Regions from separate parts of the Mus musculus genome. Here region 1 is linked to region 2. Evidence: chromatin contacts called from public HiChIP or PLAC-seq data. All regions are on one chromosome and are shown on one strand. The core of a region is the stretch at or near the end of the contact, and the rest is flanking DNA. Distances in the headings are between cores, read along the strand shown. Region 1 overlaps Gm34087 (a long non-coding RNA gene). Region 2 overlaps Gm41030 (a long non-coding RNA gene).

The links. HiChIP or PLAC-seq counts read pairs in DNA pulled down with a chosen protein or histone mark.
Region 1: a contact with region 2 is called in an H3K27ac HiChIP or PLAC-seq map of embryonic stem cells, with 11 read pairs. The contact joins two enhancer-like sites. A contact is called at or near these places in 1 of 15 datasets of contacts at CTCF or cohesin (the NIH/3T3 cell line), 21 of 484 Hi-C or Micro-C datasets (Sertoli cells, bone marrow-derived macrophages, brown adipocytes and 4 more), 6 of 115 datasets of contacts at active chromatin or transcription factors (embryonic stem cells and pancreatic cancer cells) and 1 of 9 other capture datasets (embryonic stem cells).

What each region holds. Positions count from the first base shown.
Region 1 is chr13:97,599,341-97,603,703 of GRCm38.p6, forward strand. Gm34087 (a long non-coding RNA gene) reads right to left here. Exons shown (of 5, transcript XR_873831.2): 5 at 3,270-3,348. Among named protein-coding and RNA genes, the nearest start is that of Gm34087, 21 kb to the right of the region's middle. Within about 2 kb of position 2,186, at least 9 of the 459 cell types and tissues checked have an H3K27ac peak or open chromatin away from gene starts, as enhancers often do. A contact at or near this core is called in embryonic stem cells, where this site is marked.
Region 2 is chr13:97,518,918-97,523,267 of GRCm38.p6, forward strand. Gm41030 (a long non-coding RNA gene) reads right to left here. Exons shown (of 3, transcript XR_001781023.2): 3 at 1,933-2,016. Among named protein-coding and RNA genes, the nearest start is that of Gm41030, 6.2 kb to the right of the region's middle. Within about 2 kb of position 2,219, at least 3 of the 459 cell types and tissues checked have an H3K27ac peak or open chromatin away from gene starts, as enhancers often do. A contact at or near this core is called in embryonic stem cells, where this site is marked.

The sequences.
Region 1 (4,363 bases), core at 936-3,435, 80 kb after region 2:
GCCTCACATCCTTCAGAGCACATGGAGGTGGGGACTTTCTCCTGACAATTCCCACACTCTGTCCCCTTGAGTGTGCCAACCCCTTCTTGCAAGTCTGAATTCTCTTCTCACATTCAGAATGATAACAAAAGCACAGACCCAGTGGGCACGCTGGCTCTTAAAATCATGCTGACATTCAGAAAACGGAAGCAGGAAGAACATGAGTACAAGGCCAGCCTGAGCAAGAGAGTGAGAACCCATCATAAAAAAAAGACAAGAAGAAGAAGAAGAAGAAGAAGAAGAAGAAGAAGAAGAAGAAGAAGAAGAAGAGGAAGAGGAAGAGGAAGAGGAAGAGGAAGAGGAAGAGGAAGAGGAAGAGGAGGAAGAGGAAGAGAAGGGGAAGAGAAGGAGGAGGAGAAGAAAGGAAAGAGAAAAGAAAACCTGTTTCTTAGCTCTAGCATGAGTGGTCCTACTTTGCAGTCTCTTGAATTTTAAAAGACAGACACAGACATAACTGGTCCTCAACCATTGCTTCATACCAGTGGTCTTCCTCTTTAATACAGTTCCTCATGTGGTGGTGATCCCCAACTATAAAATTATTTTTGTTGCTACTTCATAACTGTAATGCTGATGCTGTTATGAATCATCATGTAAATATCTGATATGCAGATGGTCTTAAGCCCCTGTGAAAGGCTCATTCAATCCCCAAGGGGACTGTGACCCACAGGTTGAGGGCTGTTGCTTTATACCAATCTGAAGGCAGACATGCATCTACAAGCTGACCAATAGTAATATTCTGAGTTCTCACAAGGCAACTCTTTTGCAAAAGCACAGCATGGCCTGGAGCAATAGGCCTTTCTGTTTCAATAGCCAGGACCAAATGGCTAGGTCTAGGTGGATCCTGGAGTGCAGTCTTGGAACAGCCCACCAGGGCCTCAGTGCAGGTCTCCATGCTTTGTTCAGACATCTCCCTGCTGTGCTCCGAGAAGCTGTAGGGCACATTCATCCGCCCAGGCTCGAGGCCTTGCCTCACACTCGGCTCCTTTATCGTTTCAAGAGATTTGCACTGTGGAGGTCAAAGGGAGCAAGCCGGGCCAGGCCCCACCTCAGCACCAGCCAAAGTTGCTGTCAGCACCAGATGGAGAAATCGTCAGCCCAGCCAGGTAAGAGGCCAAGGGAAACCTCTGCCTCATCAGAAATACTTTGCATTTTTCCTCCTCTTTTTGCAGATGAGCAATGGTGAGAGATGAGTTCTGCCTTCTGAATGTGACTTCGTGGTCCATAGTGTAAGTGTGCATTATGCAGATGTTCTAAATGCATCAACACAATTCTCCAGAAAGCCCTGGAGACTAAGCTGCCTTGGGATTTTGCCACCGTAGGGTGCTCAGAGTCACACGAGCACACGGATTTACCAGTATGAAAATTATAGCAGACATCCACCAAGGCATCTGCTTTGCAAAGAACCTAAACACTAGATGCTATATCTTCTTGCATATCACCGCAGAATTAAGACTCATCTTTCTCCTTTCTGTTTATCCAGTCTGTTGGGTAAGTAGAATTGGCTAAACCAATGTTCTTCCCTTCATCAGCTCAAGTGACTTGTAGCTTCTCCCTCTTCTTTAAGGGAGGCCGTGCTGGCTCCTTGTTTTGGATGATTCTCTTGAGAGCCTTTCAAAGAGCCTGTTCTATTCTTTTTTTTCTCTCCACACAAGAACGAGTGCCATCTTCCTGCTTAGAGTGTCTTCCATGGTCTGAGGCCCACTGGAGAGCTTCCCTGGGAAACTTTTCCCCAGGTGTCTTGGGACATGAGGGAGAGAGACAAGGTAGAGAGAGGGGTGGAGGAGGGGCACCGGCTTTTATAGGAAAGTGGAGAAAACTCACCACACAGTTAATTAGAAAGTGCCATGAAGCAAGTCCAAACTTTATGGCTTTCCTAGAATTGATGACGGCTTCTAACTGGGCCTGCCCGCTCCCATGCAGGTGTGTGCAACCTCCAGGTCCATATGGTTTTTGGCTGCCCCGGGCCTCATTCTTTGTTTAGCCCAGGATCCTGTAACTGAATATCGCTTAATAACTTTTTGTAATAATGTAGCTTGAATCAGCTTCTAGGTCCAACCAACCTCTGCTTCCTACAGACTCCCGCTGTCTTCCTGGCACACCTGCAGGGAGACACAGCCCCTTGGTTGCCCCTAGGGCAATAGCTTACAATAGTCTTAGGCTTACAAAGAGGCAGCTGCGGGTTCAATGAGGGAGGAGGCCAGGGTATAGAGCTTACTCTCTAGAAGTAATTTGTTTCACTTAGGACCTGCCAGGAGGGCTGGAGTCCTGTGACTTGAAAAAAAAAAGCCAGAGTTTTTTTTACTAAAATAAAAAAAAATTATGGTAATGTATAACACACAAGCAAGCCCTGGCTTATACAATCTGATTTATAGGCACCCCTGAAGGTCCAGGTCACTTGGGAGCCCGAGAATGGTGGGGCCAGCCTTATTACCAAAGAAATTCTCTCCTTTCTCCATTTGTTGTGGTCCTGATACCCTCCCCTTCAACCCCTCTGCCCCACCTCCTTAACTAAGGGCATCACACTGGGAAAAGTCCCTTGTGGCTGCAAGTCAGACTCAGCTGGATTCCTGGTCTTAGTCCTGCAATGAGGCAAGCCTGGAGTTCCAGAAAGTGGGTGCTCATTTGATTCTTTTGGGTCTTTCTGAATTTCAGAATGTCTAAGGAGCTTTTGAAGGATACCGGTACCTGGTCTCACTGCGCTAAATAAAAAGTGTTCTGGTGAGTCCAGAGAGTCCTTGGCTGGGCAAATGATTCTCCTTGGGAACTCCCTTCAAGTAAGGTGCAGCCATGGTCACTTGTTGTGCTTTGACGTGTTTCCCTATGCCTTCTGTCCTCAGGGGTGGGGGTGGAGCTTGCTTGAGCCTATAGTGCATCCTTTGTGCCACAAAACACAAGAGCAGGTGATAGGAGGGAGGGAGGCACAAAACTGCACTTTGGTAGTTATCTAGGACTCTAAAAATAGACGCAGAATCAAGAAAGAAATAGACACATGTGTTCTGTCCCCAAAGTCCTGAGCAGGGAGCAGAGGGTCAGACATGTCCCAGAGGGTCAGCAAATGTTCCAGGAAGCCCTTACCCATGGAAGGATGCTGCCATTCAGCTGGACGGAGGCAGACTCCATGACCCTTTGGGGCTGGAGATGGAAGAACAGAGCACGGGAAGGGGTTTCACCTTTTTTGTGTTTACTCCCATCATAACGCTGATCGTGCCCAGTCCCAATCTGCACAACAGTGGCAGCTATACTAGAATTTATTTACACATGAGGACTGAAGAATCATGCTATCCATCCATTTGTATTATCTCACCACATCTGAAAAAAAGAAAGAGATAATTGATGGGTATTGATGTGTTTTATAAAACCAAGAATATGTTCTGTAGGGCACAGTATGGTGCCGTGGGAGGAGGTAACTCAGTGGGCCCATGCTGAAGCATCGTACCAGTCATATAATGGGTTTAGTATACAATAGAGTTTATTTGGGGGTGTGGGAAGGGGAGTTGAGACAGGAGTAGAGGCAGAGAGAGAGAGAGAGAGAGAGAGAGAGAGAGAGAGAGAGAGAGAGAGAGATCAGAGAGAGAAAAGGGGCAGAAGGGCAGATAGAGTTAGACATTGAGGGAGAGGCCAAACAGTCCCTTTTATAGCAAGCCAGGCCTATGTGGTTGTTGCTAGGTAACTGTTGGGCCGGATCGTACAAGGAATGCCAGCATTCCTCCATTTTAGTTTAATTTAAAAAGGAGAATCTAGAAAGAAGTGGTGGTGAAACAGGAATAGGGTCATTGTGATCTTTAGCTACTTCTTGCTGACTTTGGGGTGACATGTCTCTGGGGAACCTAAGAAAATGGGAGTGGGGGTGCTGGTCCAGTCTTAGGAGAGTTAGCTGCTTCCTTGCTGTCTAAGATCTGTGGAACCATTTTTAGGTAGGAAGGTGCAGGTCCAGTAGAAGCGTCTGTGTCTGTGAGAGCAGGCTGGAGCATCTGTGGCTTGCTTCTCAGGAGCTGTCCTGGATGTAGATTTTTAAAGCTGTACTTGCTAAGATGCTTAAACACACACGCACACGCACACACACAAAGAAAATAAAGTTAAGTAGATTTGGGAGAAAAAACTTTTCTTAGGTGTACATTTGAAACCCTTAGGTCTTGGTGGTTGAGATGAGGGGAGTCCCCAAACCAGGGAACAGGAGGGAAATGCCACCCTCTGGAATAGGTAACAGGTAGAAACTCAGACTATTAGTTGGTGGATGTTCATATCTGGATGGAGTCTATTTGGTCCATGAGAGGTAGGTCTGAGTGGGTTTCCTGGAGCTTATAAGTTTACAAAAGAGATAAAT
Region 2 (4,350 bases), core at 969-3,468:
TCCCTTCAAAGTCCCAAGTCAATGAGAGACTGTCTCAAGAATACAAGGTACCTAGGGGGCATCAGCCACAATGGTCTCTGGTCTTTACGTACACATGAACATATGTGTACTTCTCATATGCGTGCACATGAACATATGTGTACTTCTCATATGCGTGCACATGAACATATGTGCACTTCTCATATGCGTGCACATGAACATACGTGCACTTCTCATATGTGCATCTATACACGCATAGAAACATCAGAGTAGAAAAGATAAGTTATTAAATTTATAGTGCTAAAGCAATTTTCAACTGGAAAATGTTCCTAACATCATATACGAAAATAAACACAAGAAAGAAAATTCAAAACAATGAGAACAAAATGTAGATTTTTTTTTCAACACCATTATTTAGACTTTCCTCTACCTCAGGAATGAGAAGGCTTTCTTTGAAGTAGCAAAAAGTATATGCTGGGAAAAAAAAGGACTCGGACATTTGACTATATTGAGTAAACCATCTCCATATGGCCACATGCATAAAGGAAAAGAAAATACATATTAGATAATAGAGAACAGAACAGAAAAAGGCAATTAAAACAAGAAATTCTCAATGGTAAATGAACATAATTTTAAATTATCTACCTGGTGTTAAATGTGTCATCTCAGGCCACAGGGTGAACTTAAAGATACAAGGCATGTGCCGAACAGTCACAAAAAAAGATGCAATTCTTCTGGCTTCTTGGTGACTGGAATCGCCATGACAACCTTAACACATCTTTTGAATGAGGGAAAAGTTTGTATATTTTGAAGTCCATTGGTTGAGCTAATATATAATATATAATAATATATGGACCTGAACTTAATCTTCACTTTTTTTTTTTTTTTTGCTACTGTAAAGACACTTTGTCCCCTGATCTGTTTGAAACAGATCAGCTATTAAAGACGAAAGGGTACAGATGACATCTGTCCCCCCACTCTGAGATGGGCGGAAGCTCCCTCTTAGCTCTGTGCTGTCTTGATCATGTGGATTCCAGGGAAGCACTCCAAGCTTTGCTGTATACCAGCACTTGCACAGCCCTGGGCTGTCTTTGCCTTCCATGGTGATTTTCATGTCCTGTTGGTAAGCGGTGGGAAGCCTTCTCCTAGACTTTGATAAGGCTGGCCCTGTACTTTCAGCCCGTGACCATATGCAAAGGCCAGACTACACAAAGAGACAAAATAAATGGCTTTTCCTGTCACTGGAGAGAGAAGAGGCTGAAGACAGACTTGCTTTCTTTGCAAGATCTTCCACTTATTATACAACCCAAAGCTTTCTGCGGTCTGATGCTGGAAACCGTAATGAGCACACTGCAGGGAAACCATTATAAACAGGTATAAACGAGTAACTGATCAATACTAATCAGTAAGCATAACCTCACTCAAGTTCTGGCCATATGGAGGGGTAGATTATCATTTTTTAATGTCCCAGGGAGGAGTCAGAGAAACACAAGATGTTCCCGGGCTTGCAGTAAAGAGAGGATGTAAAGGGACTCTCAAGCCCTTTAGAGGTGCATGTTGTATGCAAGGTCTCAAATGAGAAATTATTTGGAACTTAATGTGATAGCTCCAACACGCTCACTGAAAATACTGATACTTTGTTAAAGAAGTAGGTTAAAAAGGAAGTAACAGGCTAGAGAGATGGCTCGGTGGTTAAGAACACCAACTGTGCTGGGCCGTGGTGGTGCACGCCTTTAATCCCAGCACTTGGGAGGCAGAGGCAGGCAGATTTCTGAGTTCGAGGCCAGCCTGGTCTACAAAGTGAGTTCAGGACAGCCAGGGCTATACAGAGAAACCCTGTCTCGAAAAAGCCAAAGCCAAAAAAACAAAAACAAAAACAAACAAAAAAAATAAACAAACAAACAAAAACACTGGCTGTTCTTCTAGAGGACCTGAGTTCAATTCCCAGCATCCACCCGTAGGTTCCCAACATTCTCTAACTCCAGTTCCAGGGTAGTTGATGTCTTCTTCTGAACTCCATGGCCATCAGGTGCACACCTGACACACAAATAAAGGAATGAATAAATACACATTTTAAAAATTAAGCAAGACAGGAGAATTGAGAAGACAGAATATGGAGGATAGATGTGGGAAAGAGGGAGGAGCCATCCAGAAATCACTAGAGAGTGAAACTCGGTTTAGCTCCTAGGTCACATGACAGGCCTCTGTTGAGGCTGAGTTGGTTTCTAAGGTGTGGCTGACTTGAAGGATTCCTGGGGATGTATGTATCTGTTCATCGGAGAGCAGTGGGGCCCTTAACATGGCGCCTGCTCCCGTGCCGGCCACAGGCTCTGCTACGCCCCCTTCAGGTCAGAGTTCAGACCTAGTTCAGTGGCGCTCTGGAGTGAATAAGCCGAGGTCTGGAGTGAATAAACAAATAGACGTAGATGTTATCAAGAGGGATCTGTTAATATGACTTCCAGCTGTATAGGTTGGGTAGCCCACAATGGCCTGAATGCTGAAGAGGCTAGAATTTCAGTAGTAGCCTAGCCCTGTGTAGCTGGATGGCGGAGGCAGCTGGGGCAGCTACAACAGCAACAGATCCATACAACGGCCAGAAATGAAGGGGCGCAAGCAAGCAGTAAAGGGCTGCGCCCTGTGATTTCTTTGTGTTTGGGCTACTTTGCATTTGATACCCCTCACTCTGGGGAACAGTCTGCTACCCTCAGACAGTCCTTCCTGGAAACGATACAGACCTCCTCAAAGATACGTCTCTTAGCTGATTTAGATGCCATCAATTTTATGATCATGATTTGCCGTCACATCTGGGTTTTAATCTGGATTCTACCACTGGACAAATCAGTGGGCCACTGGATAAGTCACTTTGGCCTTGAAGCCTATTTTTTCTTGTTTACAAATATAAGCTTTATAGCCCCTCCCACCCAGACTTGAGAACATATGGGAGGGGGGAGAGAGAGAGAGAGAGAGAGAGAGAGAGAGAGAGAGAGAGAGAGAGATCTTCCTTTTATATGGATAGTGCCATAACCACAGGTAAAGGTGGGAGGTAAGCCAAGTGGATTCTGGGAATATGGTGACTGTTGCCTTGGCAACAGGTGTGAGGGTCTCCCTGTCACCTAGATGTGATATCACTGGGTTGGGAGATCCTGATACCAGCATGGGTGACTTCTGGCCAGGTCTTTTTGCCCTCCTCACCCAGCTCAGGTCTCCAGAGGCTGCCTAGGCTGCTCATGCTAAGCTTACCATGGGTCTGGGTTTACCGGATTCACAGCAAGGGCGGGGCAGCTGGAGTGGGCTGCCCAATACCAGCAGAGGAACAAATCATCGAATGTTAAAATAATGACAAGATCATGTGACGTGGGATCTGCTTATCACCAACTCTAAATAGTGTAATAAGGAAATATTTGGGGGGCCTGGAGAGATGGCTCAGTGGTTAAGAACACTTGCTGCTCTTGCGGAGGACTTGTATCTAGGTCCCAGCACCTACGTGGGTGCTCATAACCGTGCTTTGAGTCCCAGGGCATCAGTCATGCTCTTTCGGCCTTTTTAGGCATCAGGTATGCCTGTGGAGCACATACATACATTGAAGAAAAACACTCCTACACACAAAATGTAGATAAGTATTTTTTAAAGGAAGAAAATATTATTGTCTTGGAGAAAAATTTAGCAATTTAACTAGTGCATAATAGAGGTCATTACTACTAGGATCGAATGATGCCTATGTGGCTATACATAAATGTATCAAATCAGCACGTTTTACTATAAGTCTTTTGGAAAGTATATTTTTCGTGGATGCTAATCCAAAGGGTGCCTGCTTGTGTCGAAATAAGCTTGCTTTCATTTGGAAAGTCTGCTCATGATGGTTTGGAAGCCTCGGAGTTCACACTGCCCCTTGCCTGTGTTTGCCTGTGTTACAGCAGTAGATTTGAAACAATGACCCCGAAGGACAAAGAAACAGAACTGGAAGTGCCTCCGTTTTTATTGTCCTGTGTGAGCTGCTGGTTTGAGTTAAAAAATGGGGAAACAACTTTCAGGTTGTTAATTACATTCTCGCTGACTAGATGACCTTTTCTGCTAAGTGTGGTGTATCTATGGGTTAATTATGTGGTGTATTTATGGAGTATGACACATTTGTTAAGTGTGAGCTAATCCACATAGGAAGTATTTTACTGAATTTGAAATAGAATCTTTAACATTGAACACGTTCTTGCATTACAATTATAGTTGTTTAAAAACTAAAAATAAATCTAGTAAATATAATATTACCACAGTGGCGTAAATTAATAATAGCCTGATTTATAATTTTATAGGCATTTTGTTTTATTAGAATTTACTAGGGTTTTGTAGACAATTCTTCGCAGAAAAGTCTGTATT